Linked DNA regions of Sus scrofa: region 1 is linked to region 2. The links are chromatin contacts, called in public HiChIP or PLAC-seq maps. All regions are on one chromosome and are shown on one strand. Each heading gives the region's core, a stretch centred on a gene start, on an enhancer-like site or on the middle of the called end of the contact. The rest is flanking DNA. Distances are from core to core; before and after follow the strand shown. Region 1 holds the start of RNF166 (RING finger protein 166). Region 2 holds the start of SPG7 (paraplegin).

Evidence for each region. HiChIP or PLAC-seq counts read pairs in DNA pulled down with a chosen protein or histone mark.
Region 1: a contact with region 2 is called in an H3K27ac HiChIP or PLAC-seq map of alveolar macrophages. The contact joins the promoter of RNF166 here to the promoter of SPG7 in region 2. A contact is called at or near these places in 2 of 5 promoter capture datasets (fetal liver and liver) and 1 of 2 datasets of contacts at active chromatin or transcription factors (alveolar macrophages).

What each region holds. Positions count from the first base shown.
Region 1 is chr6:973,511-980,297 of Sscrofa11.1, forward strand. It overlaps RNF166 (RING finger protein 166), which reads left to right and starts at 3,447. Exons shown (of 6, transcript XM_021093662.1): 1 at 3,447-3,702; 2 at 6,322-6,478. The coding sequence starts at 3,548. It overlaps CTU2 (cytoplasmic tRNA 2-thiolation protein 2), which reads right to left and starts at 3,371. Exons shown (of 16, transcript XM_021093659.1): 1 at 3,207-3,371; 2 at 2,515-2,589. The coding sequence starts at 3,271.
Region 2 is chr6:436,786-443,678 of Sscrofa11.1, forward strand. SPG7 (paraplegin) reads right to left here and starts at 2,421. Exons shown (of 17, transcript XR_002345286.1): 1 at 2,224-2,421. It overlaps LOC102168077 (a long non-coding RNA gene), which reads left to right and starts at 2,512. Exons shown (of 2, transcript XR_002345290.1): 1 at 2,512-3,435; 2 at 3,564-6,160.

The DNA.
Region 1 (6,787 bases), core at 2,197-4,696, 540 kb after region 2:
GACGCAGCAGAGACACTTCCGACTAGGAACCATGAGGCTGCGGGTTCAATCCCTGGCCTTGCTCAGGGGGTTAAGGACCCGGCGTTGCTGTGAGCTGTGGTGGACGTCACAGACGCAGCTCGGATCCTGTGTTGCTGTGGCTGTAGTGTAGGCTGGCAGCTGTAGCTCTGATTCGACCCCTAGCCTGGGAACCTCCATGCCGCAGGTGCAGCCCTAAAAAGACAAAAAAAAAAAAAAAAAAAAAAGACACAAATAAGCAATAAGCTAATGGGACCTTATTAAACTCAAAAGCTTCTGCACAGGAGTTCCCGTCGTGGTGCAGTGGTTAACGAACCCGACTAGGAACCATGAGGTTGCGGGTTGAGTCCCTGCCCTTGCTCAGTGGGTTAAGGATCCAGCGTTGCCGTGAGCTGTGGTGTAGGTCGCAGATGCGGCTCGGATCCTGCGTTGCCGTGGCTCTGGCGTAGGCCAGTGGCTGTAGCTCTGATTTGACCCCTAGCCTGGAAACTCCATATGCTGCGGGAGCGGCCCAAGAAATGGCAAAAAGACCAAAAAAAAAAAAAAAAAAAAAAGAAGCTTCTGCACAGCAAAGAGACAACCCACAGAATGGAGGCGATTTTTGCAAATGACTCAGCTGACAAAGGTTTAATCTCCAAACAACTCAACAACAAAAACAAACAACCCAATTGAAAAATGGGCAGAAGATGTAAATAGACATTTCTCCAAAGACATACAGACGGCCAGCAGGTACATGAAAAAATGCTCAACATCACCAATTATTAGAGAAATACCAACCAAAACTACAGTGAGGTACCACTTCACACCTGTCAGAATGGCCGTCATTAACAAGTCAACAAACAACAAATGCTGGAGAGGATGCAGAGAAAAAGGAAGCCCCCTACACCGCTGGTGGGGATTTACAACCACTATGGGAGGCGTGAGCCGCCCCACCCCTGTGCTCTTAAGTGGCTAAGGCTGTGAGTTCCCTGCCTAAAATGTATTTCCCGGTGGTATACACCACGTCTAATTCGGACAAAACTTTCAATGAAAAGGACACATGCACCCATATGTTCATTGCAGCACCATCCACAACAGCCAAGACATGGAAACAACCTAAACGTCCATCAACAAACGAATGGGTTAAGAAGATGTGGTGCGTGTATACGATGGAATACTACTCAGCCATCAAAAAGGACAAAATAATGCCATTTACAGCAGCACGGATGGAACTAGAGACTCTCACACTGAATGAAAAGTCAGAAAAACTGACACCACATGATATCACCTACATATTAAGTCTAAAATATGGCACAAATGATGGAGTTCCTGTTGTTGATCAGAGGAAACAAATCTGACTAGTATCCAGGAGGAAGCAGGTTGGATCCCTGGCCTCGCTCGGTGGGTTAAGGATCTGGTGTTGCTGTGGCTGTGGTGTAGCCCAGCAGCTACACCTCCAAATTGACCCCTAGCCTGGGAACCTCCATATGCCAGGGGTTCAGCCCTAAAAAAAAAAAAAAAAAAAAAAAAAACAAATACAAGACCAAAAAATAAAATAATTAAATAAGATATGGCACAAATGATCTATCTACACAACAGAAACAGCCCATGGACATGGAGGACAGACTTGTGTCTGCCAGGGAGGAGGGGGAGGGGGAGGGACTGGGAGTTTGGGGTCAGAAGATGCAAACTATTGCATTTGGATGGATACGCAATGAGATCCTGCTGTGCAGCATAGAGAACTATATCCAATCACTTGTGATGGAACAGAACAGAGGACAATGTAAGAAAAAAAAGTACATAAAACTGCACAGCAGAATTTGGCAGAATTTGACGTGGTAAATCTGCTATAATAAAATAAAAACTTTAAATATAAAACTGTCAGCCACTCATTCAATAAGCGTTCTTTGCTATACAAAGCATGCACCACCACCAGAAATTAACAGGAATAAAACGGGAGACAGACCCTGTCCTTGGGCACATGATCAAACACCTGGAGGGTTTTCATTCCAGGGTTATGTGAGGGACCACAAAGGGCTTCAGATAAAACAGAACACGCTCAGGCCTCTCTGGGACTAAGGCTCCCCTCTGCCCAAAGCCTCAGAGCTGGAGGAAGAGACTAGAGCCCTCCTTCCATCCTCCCTGTCTCACAAGTAAAGCAAGCATCATCCAGAACACCTGCCAAAGATCCCAGGCTGCTCTCATCTGCCCTAGATGTGTTCCTGCTGCCGGGATGGCGCTTCCCCCCTACCCCGCAGCACCTGCATTCCCAACTCTCCCCATAAGCTCCATCAATACCTTCCTGCCACCTGATCCACGGCTGGATAATGGAGAAAACAGATCCTGACCCATGGAGAACGGTACTCACATCAGGAACCAACACCTACACACACACCCATCCCCCACTCCCCAGTCCCGGAACGTACGAACGAAAAGGAAAGGGACAAAAGGCTTTCCAATGCCGAGAAATTAAGCCAGAGATGCGGGGGCAGCCCTGGCTGCTGAGTGAGGGCTCACCTGCAGAAGGCATCTCCTGCTCGGATCACCACGACAGGCAGGCCTTCCTTGCACTTCACACACTTCTGCTCACGGCTTTGGAAAGGGGAAGAAAAAACAGGAAAGCAAATTACACCTCCTCCCAAGGGCATCAGGGAGATGGGAGCCTGCTTCTTACCCCAAGCTGCCGTGCGAGAGATCAAATGGGGGTTATACCCCAGGAAACAGGGCTTTTGTCTTATCCTAACTACCACTCTGAGGAAAGGCCAGGGACCGAAGGGGATTTTAGTCTGCTAAAGCCGGTTCAGTGGCCTCTTAACGGCCACCTCTCAGTCTCTCAGGGGCTGGCAGAAGAGAGACAACTTCCGTGCGGCCCAGAAGGGAGAAGTGGAGTCAGTGGGTGGAAGAGAAAGGGGCTCCGACTTTCCTGAGTAAGGGGAGCGGCGAAGCCGCCCTACTGGCTGCAAGAATTAAAGGTGGGAGAGCGCAGAGCGAGCTTCTCCCTGCAGTGCTCAGCGCCGGCCCGCCAGGCACTCCCGCGGTGCTGCGGTGGGAGATTCGGCCCCCGACGGAGGCCCCCCGACGCCCAAGGCCCGCCCTCGGCGGACGCCGGGATTCCCGGAGCGCAGCCCCCGTGACTGACCACAAAGCGCGGGTCCGCCCACGGGGCAAGAGCTCGCCGCCGGCCGGAGGGGAAGCCGCCCAACTCTTACCCGGGCCGTGAAGGCTGCAGGCCCTCGGGCGAGGGCTCCCCGTAGTCCTCGTCCACCTCGCACATGGCTTCGCCAAGTCGCTCCTTAAACCGCAGCGGCGAGGCGCGCTCCGACTACGTCACCGCGGCGCGGGCGCGGCTGTGACGTCCAGGGGGGCGGGGTGGCCGCTGGCGTTCTCTATGACGTCACCGAGACGCCAGCGCGACTGTGACGCGAGGGTCTGGGACGGGCGCTCCCTGTGACGTCAGCTCGGCGCCGTCGCGGCTGTGACGCGCTGGCCGGGCCGGGCAGGGCCGGGACAGGGGCGGCGGCGGCGGCGGCGGCGGCGGGCCGGCCCCGGGATGGCGATGTTCCGCAGCCTGGTGGCGTCCGCTCAGCAGCGGCAGCCACCGGGCGGGCCTGCGGGCGGCGACAGCGGTTTGGAAGCGCAGTACAGCTGCCCCATCTGCCTAGAGGTCTACCACCGGCCCGTGGCCATCGGCAGCTGCGGCCACACGTGAGTGCGCCGGCCTTCAGGAGGCCGCGGGGTCGGGCACCGCCGCGGGCAGGGCCCTGCAGCCGCCCTGGCACAGCCCCGGCGCGCGGAGAACTTAGGGGGCGGGAGGGCGCGGGGCCCCTGGGGCAGAGCCGTTTCTGCCCTTTGGGGCGCGTTCATCCGCCTCAGCCCAGCCTCCTGCCCGCCCGCCCTGGGCTCTCGACCCGACCCCTCCGTTGTCAGACCGGGCCGACCAGCAGCCCTGCCCGGTGTCGGGTGCCCCGGGGGCCGCTGACGGCCTCGGCAGGCCTCCCTGGGGACTCAGAGCGCAGCAGGCGCGAACTCTGCGCCGGTCGCCTTCGATCTGGTCCCGTGGAGACCGGGGTGGACAGTTGTAAATAAATGTCTTGTAGCTTTTGCTGTCAACTCTTTTTCGGACCCGCTGTCTGCCTGTCTTGACTGCAGAGGAGAGGAGTTCCCTAAAGTTGGGGCATAGGCTTGTTTGGAGTCTGATGCTGTTTTGTTTTGATGGAGAACTTGGGTCTCATCCATCACTGACCAGCCATGCAGGCTGGCCCCCAGGAGACCAGGTGCCACACACCTTGTTAAAGGTTTCCAGCTGTGCCAGGACCCGGTGGTTTCAGGAACGGAAACCTGAGCATGCGGCTCTCCTTCCCGATGAGCACCGCACTCCAGTCTTCTGGGAGCTGCCAGCCTGGCTGGGAGGGGGCCGAGATCAGAGTGCCTGCTCTCCAGCTCTCCTGAGCTCTGAATAATACAGCTCTTGAGTGAAATTAGCAGGGTGGGGAGAGGGGGCAGGAGGGCCCGGCTGCCAGCAGAGCTGCTGAAGAGGTGGGGCCAAGTGCACCCAGGCTGGTAGGAGGCCCTAGCACATTTTGCAAACAAAGCCAGCTAACCTGGAAGGAGCTGGACCTGCTGAGTGTGTGCTGCTCATCACCCAGGGAGGTGGCATCCATGGTGTCAGGAGCTGGGAAGCCTGCACACGCAGACACGCACACACATACACAGCATGCGCATGGCAGGACAGGCACCTGCTCACACCCAGGGAGCCCTGCGGGCTTGTCCTGAAGGTGCACTGTGTGTCCCTTCTCCAGGCCGTTTGTGAGGTGTTGGCGGGGCGGCCTCTGCGCAGAGCTTCCTTCTTGTAAGCACACACTCGTGGGTGTTGTAAGCTCTGCTCGGCATCTTTCAGCCCGTCCCTGAGGGAACTGCAGGGCTGTCCCGGGGCCTAATTTTAGAAAGCCTTTCCTAGGCTTCAGTTGGTTTCAACACTCACCCAGCCCCGCTGGGCTGTGGTGGTTTGGCTCTTCTGCTCAGCACAAATCTGTTTTCGCTTTTTCCGATTAAGTGTTTTCTGAAAAAGTGGTTTTCGGAATACAGACCCACACAAACTGTTGTGAAAGCATATCCTTCTGTACCCCCGTTCTCCCCCCAAGGCCTTTCTTGGCGTAGTCTGATCCCTCCTCCTGTTTCTAAGACTGGTCCTGCAAGTGTCTCTTCTTGGCTTCTGCCTTCAAAAGAATTTCTCCCTGACTCTGCCTGCTGGTTTAAACAAACCTCCTGGCTGTTCCCCCTCTGCCTCTTACTTTCCCTGAGTCTCTCATCCAGTGTCTTGAAGGCCCGTGTGAACACAACGAACAGGAAAGATTTGGAGGCACGTGTTTTCCTTTAGCGAGTCTGCTGATGGTCTGGTACTTCCCCTCCCCGGTGCCCTGTCTGTGAGCAGTTCCCTTCCACAAAATCGGCTTCTGGTGGTGAGAGCAGCCCCGACGGGGGCAGATACTACTGCTCCAGCACCAGGCAGACGGGACAGGTGACAGGCAGGGCTTTGGGGCAGGAGGCCCCTCGGTGGAGAGCGTGGAAGTGACCCCAGGCAACCCCCCGAGGCCCCAGAGGGAGCCTGTTACGGTCTCAGTCTGGGACATCCTGGGCGGTGAGCCGCATCCGGAACCAGAAGCTGCTCGGCTTGTTTACAACCCTCTGATGAAGCCTCTCCTGAGAGCTACAGGCCAGGCCTCCAGATCCTTGGGGACGGCCCGGGAGCGGTGGCGGGCAGGGGGCCGTCCTGCCTCCTCCCGCTGGAGGCTGCTCATCCTGAGCACACGCAGGATGCCCGGACTTGTGTTTCATGACACGGCAGCTCCAGCGCCGGAGCCAACAGCTCAGGACCGAGAGGAGCCTGGGTGCCTGCCTCAGACCCTCCGTCACCCCGCATCTGCTCAGGCCAAGCCAGAGCCCTTCTTCCTGGGCAGGGGGCAGTGACCCAGGGCTGGTGACACTCTCTGGCCAGCTTTGGCCCTGCCCCATCCAGTGAGTCCTGGGCCCTGGGCCTGCGGGTTCCGCCCACCAGTTAGTGATTTTCCGCCCCAGAGCTTAGGGAGGGGAAGGCCTCCAGGGTCCCCCTGGACCCCCTGAGGTGTCGTCATCGCCACGTGGCAGTGAGACAGGCAGGCTGAGCCCTGGGCCACCTCCTGCAGCCTGGGGGTCACAGCTACAGCTTGGCCCACACCGCAGGCTCGGCAGGGGGCCCAGAAACCCACGGCTAGGCAGGGTCACGGGCCCTCTGCAGCCAGACAGTGTGATCCAGCCCGAAGAACTCAGGCCGTGCCCTGCCTGCAGGTTCTGTGGGGAGTGCCTCCAGCCGTGCCTGCAGGTGCCATCCCCCCTGTGCCCGCTCTGCCGCCTGCCCTTCGACCCCAAGAAAGTGGACAAGGCCACCCACGTGGAGAAGCAGCTCTCGTCCTACAAGGCGCCCTGCCGAGGCTGCAGTAAGAAGGTATCCACCCCAGGGCCTTCCCGACCGGGAGCGGCTCTCCACTGCAGGGAGGAGCTGGCACCGCTGGCTCCTTGCCTCTTGAGCAACCCGCTGCTCCCACGCTCCCTGTGGGCCCTGCCGCCTGTCCTCTACCCCGCGGCCTGGGCTCTGAGCTGTGGCTTCTGCGGGGACACGGCTGCGCTGCAGCATCCCCAACCCGGATGCAGCTTCAGCACCCCAGTGTGCCTCGCCCCGTGGCTCCGTGGCCTCGGGCCTCTCACCCGCCAGCCCGCCGTGTCCGTTCTGCACACGGGCATCCCCCACGCACAC
Region 2 (6,893 bases), core at 1,171-3,670:
GCAAGGTGCTGAACACGGCGCCCAGCTCTTCCGCAGGAAACAGCAGCGAAGGCCTGGACTCTCCGCTCCAGACAAACACTCCTTGGAGCACATTTCCAGGACCCAGGTGCCGCTTTCCCACCTGAATGCTTTTGCCGTGATGGTCAGTTTAGTTTTTTCTATCTCTGCATTGCCAATTTCTTTTCTTTTTTTCTCCTTCCTCCCTTCCTCCTCCCCCTTTCTTTCTTTTTTCTTTTTTAGGGCCGCACCTGCAGCATGTGGAGGTTCCCAGGCTAGGGATCAAACTGGAGCTGCAGCTGCCGGTCTACACCACAGCCACAGCAACAAGGGATCTGAGCCGTGTCTGCCACATACGCTGCAGCTCACGGCAACGCTTGATCCTTAACGCACTGAGCAAGGCCAGGGATCGAACCCAAGTCCTCATGGATACTAGTCGGGCTGGTTACTAAGCCAGGACAGGAACTCCATGTGTTAGCAATTTCTGCATCTATTTTTATTCTTTTTAAATTGTTTTCCTTAGCTCACCCCCAGTTTGCTGCTATTACAGAGAAAAGTAACACCTTTCTGAGCGCTCTTTGGCAAGGGCTGCTCCTTAAGAAAGAAGATGTTACGTGTGATTTCCTTCTAGCAACAGGTTGAAAATTCCTACTTTTCACTATTATTGTTGATTTTAATTAAAAGTTTTCCTCTTGGGCGTTCCCTTCGTGGCTCAGTGGTTAACAAACCTAAGATCCATGAGGATACAGGTTCATCCCTTGGCTCACTCAGCGGGTTAAGGATCTGGTGTTGCCGTGAGCTGTGGTGTACAGGTCGCAGACATGGCTCGGATTCTTCGTCGCTGTGGCTATGGTGTAGGCCGGCAGCAGCTCCAGTTTGACCCTTTGCCTGGGAACCTCCATATACCATGAGTGTGGCCCTAAAAAGCAAAAAAAAAAAAAAAAAAGTCTCTTCTTGGTTCAGTGATGACAAGAAGGCATATAAGGGAAACTCGGCCAAGTAAATGAATAACATTAGTGTGGTAAATAGTAACAAAGGGGGGGGGTCACTCTTCAAAATCAGCCCTAGAATTCCCTAGTGACTCAGCAGGTTAAGAATCCAGTGTTATAAGTGCAGTGGTTCCAGTTACTGCAGCAGCGCCGGTCCCATTCAAGGCCTGACAATTTGCAAATGCTGTGGGTAGAGCCAAAAAAAAAAAAAACTCCCCAAGACAAAGAACACAGTCAGCCCTAAATACCATTTGCTTAAACCTCACATACTTTGATTACTCTTACAGCCCTTAGTGAGGTAATCTGCTCTATGTCACAAGTACATGAGAACTGCCTACTTCGGCCTTTATCTTCATAGAATGATCAGAGTCTGACAACAGATGATATGATTTTCCTCAACAGAATTAAAAAACCGGAGTTCCCATTGTGGCTCAGTGGTTAACGAATCCGACTAGGAACCATGAGGTGGTGGGTTCGATCCCTGGCCTCGCTCAGTGGGTTAACGATTCGGCGTTGCCATGAGCTGTGGTGTAGGTTGCAGACGTGGCTTGGATCCCGCGTTGCTGTGGCTGTGGCGTAGACCAGTGGCTATAGCTCCGATTCAACCCCTAGCCTGGGAACCTCCATATGCTGCAGGAGCGGTCCTAGAAAAGGCAAAAAAATAAAAAAACAAAAACAAAAAGTGCAATATATCTATAGTTGCCTTGGCAGGGTGGCCAGGTATCTAGAATAGAATTAAAATATGAAATTGGTCCTAAAACTATGGTAAAATGGAACAACATAACCTAAAAGAGGGCTAAAAAGCACCAGGACTTAAGGTCTTTGTTTCAGGGTGAAATGTTGACCTCACAGGACCTGGAACAATCTTTACACAGTCAATGAGTTTGTGTTCACAAGTCAAGCTACAGCACAAAAGTAAAACAGTTACAGGTGTTTTTCTCACAAACAAAACTTTCAGAAAGCCCACTTAAGAGCATCTGGAAGGCGCTGGAATTCAACCTGGTGACATCTGATCTATGCGAGCCAAGTGCAAAACTGTGCTCTGCTAAAAAGTGATGGAAGTCTTACTCGACTCAATTCCAAAGCGCTATGAAAAGCAGCAGAAGATAGCAACACACAAAACCAGGGCTAGAAAAACGCCAAGGCGGGGCCGTGCGGCCTCGCCCACGCCCCTCCCCCGGGGGCAGCCAGCTGGAGCGGCACCGCCCGCAGCACCACGCCAGGGGCCGCACCTCACCTGCAGGACTCGGCTTCCAGGCCCGACACAACCCACTGGAGGCCTGTGGACCACGTACAGCCACCTCCACCCGACCCCGGCGGAGCAGCCCGGGCTCCTGCCTGAGCAGCAGCCCCGCAGTCGCCCCCGCCCGGGCCCTGGCCCCGGGCGGAGAGCGCGTAGCAGCAGCCACGGCGCCGCCATGTTGACCCGGAAGCGGTACCTACGCGGTCCGGGCCTCCCGGGGCGCCTGCGCGGTCCCGGCCTCCCGGGGCGCCTGCGCGGTCCCGGCCTCCTCGGGGCGCCTGCGCGGTCCGGGCTGCCTGCGCAGTCAGGCCGGCTGCGTCTCTGATCCCGCAGAGGTTCGCAGGTGGTTTGAGGCGCCACACTGTGCAGAGCGCTGCGAGTAGACCTGCAGCCGGGCGGACGCGGGAGGGAGGGCTTCAGGACTCTGCGCCGGGCCGCTTTTCCCAGGAGGACTTGGCGCAGCGGCTCCTAAGGCCGCGGAGGGCGCGAGAGAGCCCGAAGGGCGTGGAGCGTGCGCAGATGCGACCCTGACCGCGACTCCTGCTCGGATCCCCGACTCAGACCAGGACTTCGACCCCAACTCCCGCCTGGATCCCCGACCCTAACTCCGACTCCCCCCCCGGGACCAGGACTCTGACCCCGACTCCGATCCGCAGACCCAGTCAGGTCTTGGCGCGGGGAGGGTGCTGCCCAGGGGAGGGCTTTGCTGGTGCAGCCTCTGGCCCCTGGGCGGTGCCTGGAAGGTCCTGCGCGCTAGAGGACGAGGAAGGGGCCTCGGGTAAGAGCAGGGTCTTCAGAAGAGGGTAGCAGACGGCTGGCATTCTTGTCCTTCAAGATGCTTAATTTCGGAGAGGTTACAACCTTCTCCTGGAGGCAGGCGGACTCACTCTGGAAGTCGTGCCCATCTCTTGTGTCCAGGATCACAGCCCAAGAGAAGTAGGCCACTCTCGTCCCTGGGGAAAGGGCAGGGGTCTGAGGCATCCTGCCCTTGGGATTCCGTACCCTATGGTCCCTCTTTCGCGGCCCACCTGAGGTCTGGTGCTTGAATGCTTAGCTCTGAGACTGCTGGTTGTGTTACAGGGTCACTTCAGCTTGTTTCTCTGTTTTTCTGTATTCCCCAGATTCCTGGTCGCTCAAGGAGAGCCAGTTCTCCTAACTGCTACCTAGTGCCTGGCGCCATGTCAAACATTCATTTACTCTTCACAGGTGTGCAGACTCCTTTTATGTCTGTTTTACAGAGAGGGAAACAGATTTAGAGCAATTTAAAGTAAGCTCCCGAGGTTACAGCTAAGGAGTCATGAGCAGAATTTCAGAGCTCGTTTGACTGTTTGCAGGGCCTGTGCTCTCCGACCTATGGATTCAGGTGTGACAGGAGTGACAGGTATGACACACGTCAGCCATCCTTCCCCCACAGTCGTGAAGCTAGAAAGGTTTGGGGACTTTTTAAGTGAAGTGTCCCGAGCATTGGCCCTTGGCTGCAGGCCTGGCTGGTTGTGGGGAGTGGCTGCCCCCGACCTGCACAGGGGCCCCCCTTCCTTTCTCACGTTCTCTCTTCACAGCCCAGTTTCCTCCTTCAGCGTTTTTCTTCCCTGGGTAAATTGTCCCACCCACGTTCTGCCCTCCGCAGACCAGTCCCGTGACTATGACCAGGCTTCCGACAGTGGTTTCTTGCACGCTCGCACCCTATCAAAGCTTGTGCAACTCCTCCAGACAGGAAGTAACCAAGCCCCACACTCACCCATTCTCTCCAGGCAGCACAGCAGATCTGTGACTCAGAGCCTTCCGTGTTTGGGGAGAACACAAGATGCAACCCTATTAACGTTGTTTAAAAGTGTTGGAAGCTAACCTCTTTGCAAGAGTTAGTTGGAAGCTGTGCAGGAAGATGGCAGGAGCCGGGCTTTGGAGAAAGAGTGCTGGCTTATGTCCTTCCAAGTCTGTGACCTTGAGCAAGGGATTACCTTCTCCAAACTTCACTTTTCTCATCAGCAAAACAGGGATAAAATTATCGTCAAAAGGAGGCTGAGAGTGTGTCCCACGGAGCTGTCATAAAGGTAAAATGCAATAAAAGCATGTGAAAGCAGGACTTCGTGAGTAGCCTGGTGACTAAGGATCCAGCATTTTCACTGCTGTGGCCCTTGTTCGATCCCTGGCCCAGGAACTTCTGCATGCCACAGGCACAGACAAAAAAAGCATGTACGTGAAAGCAGCTTGTCCACATCCAGGACGCTGTGGGAAGCGAGGTTCTGGGAAACATCCATTCATTTATCCAAGAGCATTTACTTAACTGCTTTGAGGGCTGGCTGTGTCCCCCGCCTCAAGCGAGTGGTTGGCCTTGACTCTGAAACCTACTCTGCTTCAGTCCACGTCTGCAGGGGCCTCGGGATGGGGGGTTTGGCTAGAGGATTCAGGCGCCCTGTGGCCTGGACCTGGAAGAGAAGGGCCTGGGAGAGTGGCGTCTGCACTCCTGTCACCTGCTCCCTTTACTTTTTCTTTTTAGGGCCACACCCATGGCATATGGAGGTTCCCAGGCTAGGGATCAAATCTGAGCTGCAGCTGCCAGCCTACACCGCAGCAACAGCAGCGCCAGATCTGAGCCGCATTTGCGACCTACAGCACAGCTCATGGCAATGCCAGATCCTTAATCCGCTGAGCGAGGCCCAGGATCGAACCCACATCCTCAGTGATACTAGTGGGGTTCATTTTGGCTGCGCCACGACGGGAACTCCTGCCTTACTTTTCTGTACCTCGTGACTTGTGTTTACTTGCTTGGGCTTCTCAGCCCTCTGAGCTCTACCCGGGGCCTCTGGCTCAGCTTCCTCCAAGTCCACCAGGCATGCTCACATGAACTGCCTCGCCTCCAGGCCTGACCTAGGCCTCTGCCTGGCTTCCTGATACCACGGTGCAAAGCCTGGCCTCAGGAAGTGGAGGGGCCGCAGGGAGGGAAGAGGATCGGGGGCCCCCCATGCTCTTGCGGTCCCTCCAGCTCCACGCTTGATCCTTGGTGTGGAGGAGTCCTGGCTCCTCTCCCCGCCGAGGGGCTGCATGCAGGGCCTCAGTCAGGCTGCTCAGGGGACGTACACCCATCGCCCTGTCTGTGAAAATAGGAACAGTGCTTTAGCAGTATGGGGACAGAAGTGATCTTTGGGGTCATATTTGGTTTTAAGAGCTATTGTAGTTCCCTCTTGCTCTTGCTGGTTAAGGATCCGGCCTTGTGACTACCGTGGCTCGGGTTGGATTCCTGGCCCCAGAACTTCCACATGCCACTGCCATAGCCAAGAAAGAAAAGAAAAGAAAAAAAGATCTAGGCTTCATTATTAATATCAGAGCAAATAACTATTTCCCTTCCAAATTAGGCAGCTTGGCAGCAACTAAAGGGCTAAACTTTCTATTTAAGTATTTATTTATTTTTTGCTGCCTCGAGGCATATGGAGTTCCCGGGCCAGGGATCAGCTCCAAGCTGCAGTAGCACTTGCAGCCACGCCAGCTCATTAGCCCATGCTCCTGGTACCCTCGTGCCCCAGCAGGAATTCCTAAACCTTTTTAGAGCCACACCAGCAGCATACGGAGGTTCCCAGGCTGGGGACTGAATCGGAGCTACAGCTGCCAGCCTGCACCACAGCCACACCCATGCCAAGACCTGAGCCACGTCTGTGGCCTACACCACAGCTGTGGTCGAACCTGCATCCTCATGATACTAGTCAGATTCTTAACCTGCTGAGCCCCAATGGGAACTCCCTCCTAAACTTTTTTTTTAAACACGGTGGCTCTGCATCTGGCCTGGCCTTGGGGGTAATGGCCGTACCTGTGACCTTCTGTCTGCCGCCTTGAATGACCTGGACTGCACCTGGAGATCTGGCTGATATCAGGATGTTGTCTGTAAAATACACCCTGTGGGACGTTTGAATAAAGTCATCGTGTGAATGTTGGTGAACTTTGTTTCTGAGCCGCACGTCTTTCTTGACAAACAGTTTTCTTGGCGTTCCTGTCGTGGCTCAGTAGAAATGAATCTGACTAGGAACCATGAGGGCGTGGGTTTGATCCCTGGCCTCGCTCAGTGGGTTAAGGATCTGGCGTTGCTGTGGCTGTGGTGTAGGCCGGCAGCTACAGCTCTGATTTGACTCCTAACCTGGAACCTCCTTATGCCATGGATATGGCCCAAAAACAAACAAAAAAAACCCCCAACAGTTTTCTTTTTAAATGGCTCTGTGTGTGTGTGTGCGCGCGTGCTTTTTACGGCCTCACTCTTGGCATATGGGAGTTCCCAGGCTAGGGATCAAATCGGAGTGTACCTGCCAGCCTACACCACAGCCACAGTGACACCTGATTCAAGCCAAGTCTGCAGCCTACACTACAGCTCACAGCAACGCCGGATCCTTAACCCACTGAGCGAGGCCAGGGATCAAACCCGCATCCTCACGGATACTAATTGGGTTTGTAAGCCACTGAAGCACAACGGGAACTCCTTCACGTGGCTTCTTAATTGAGTTTTGAATACTACAGATACAATAAGGTTTCATATCAGACTTTTTTCTTTTTTTGGCTGTCACGCAGCATTTGGAGATTCCAAGATCAGAGATCGGGTTCTCACCACAACTGCGCCCCAAGCCATAGCAATGACAAACACCAGGTCCTCAACCTGCTGTGCCATCAGGCACAGATTTGTT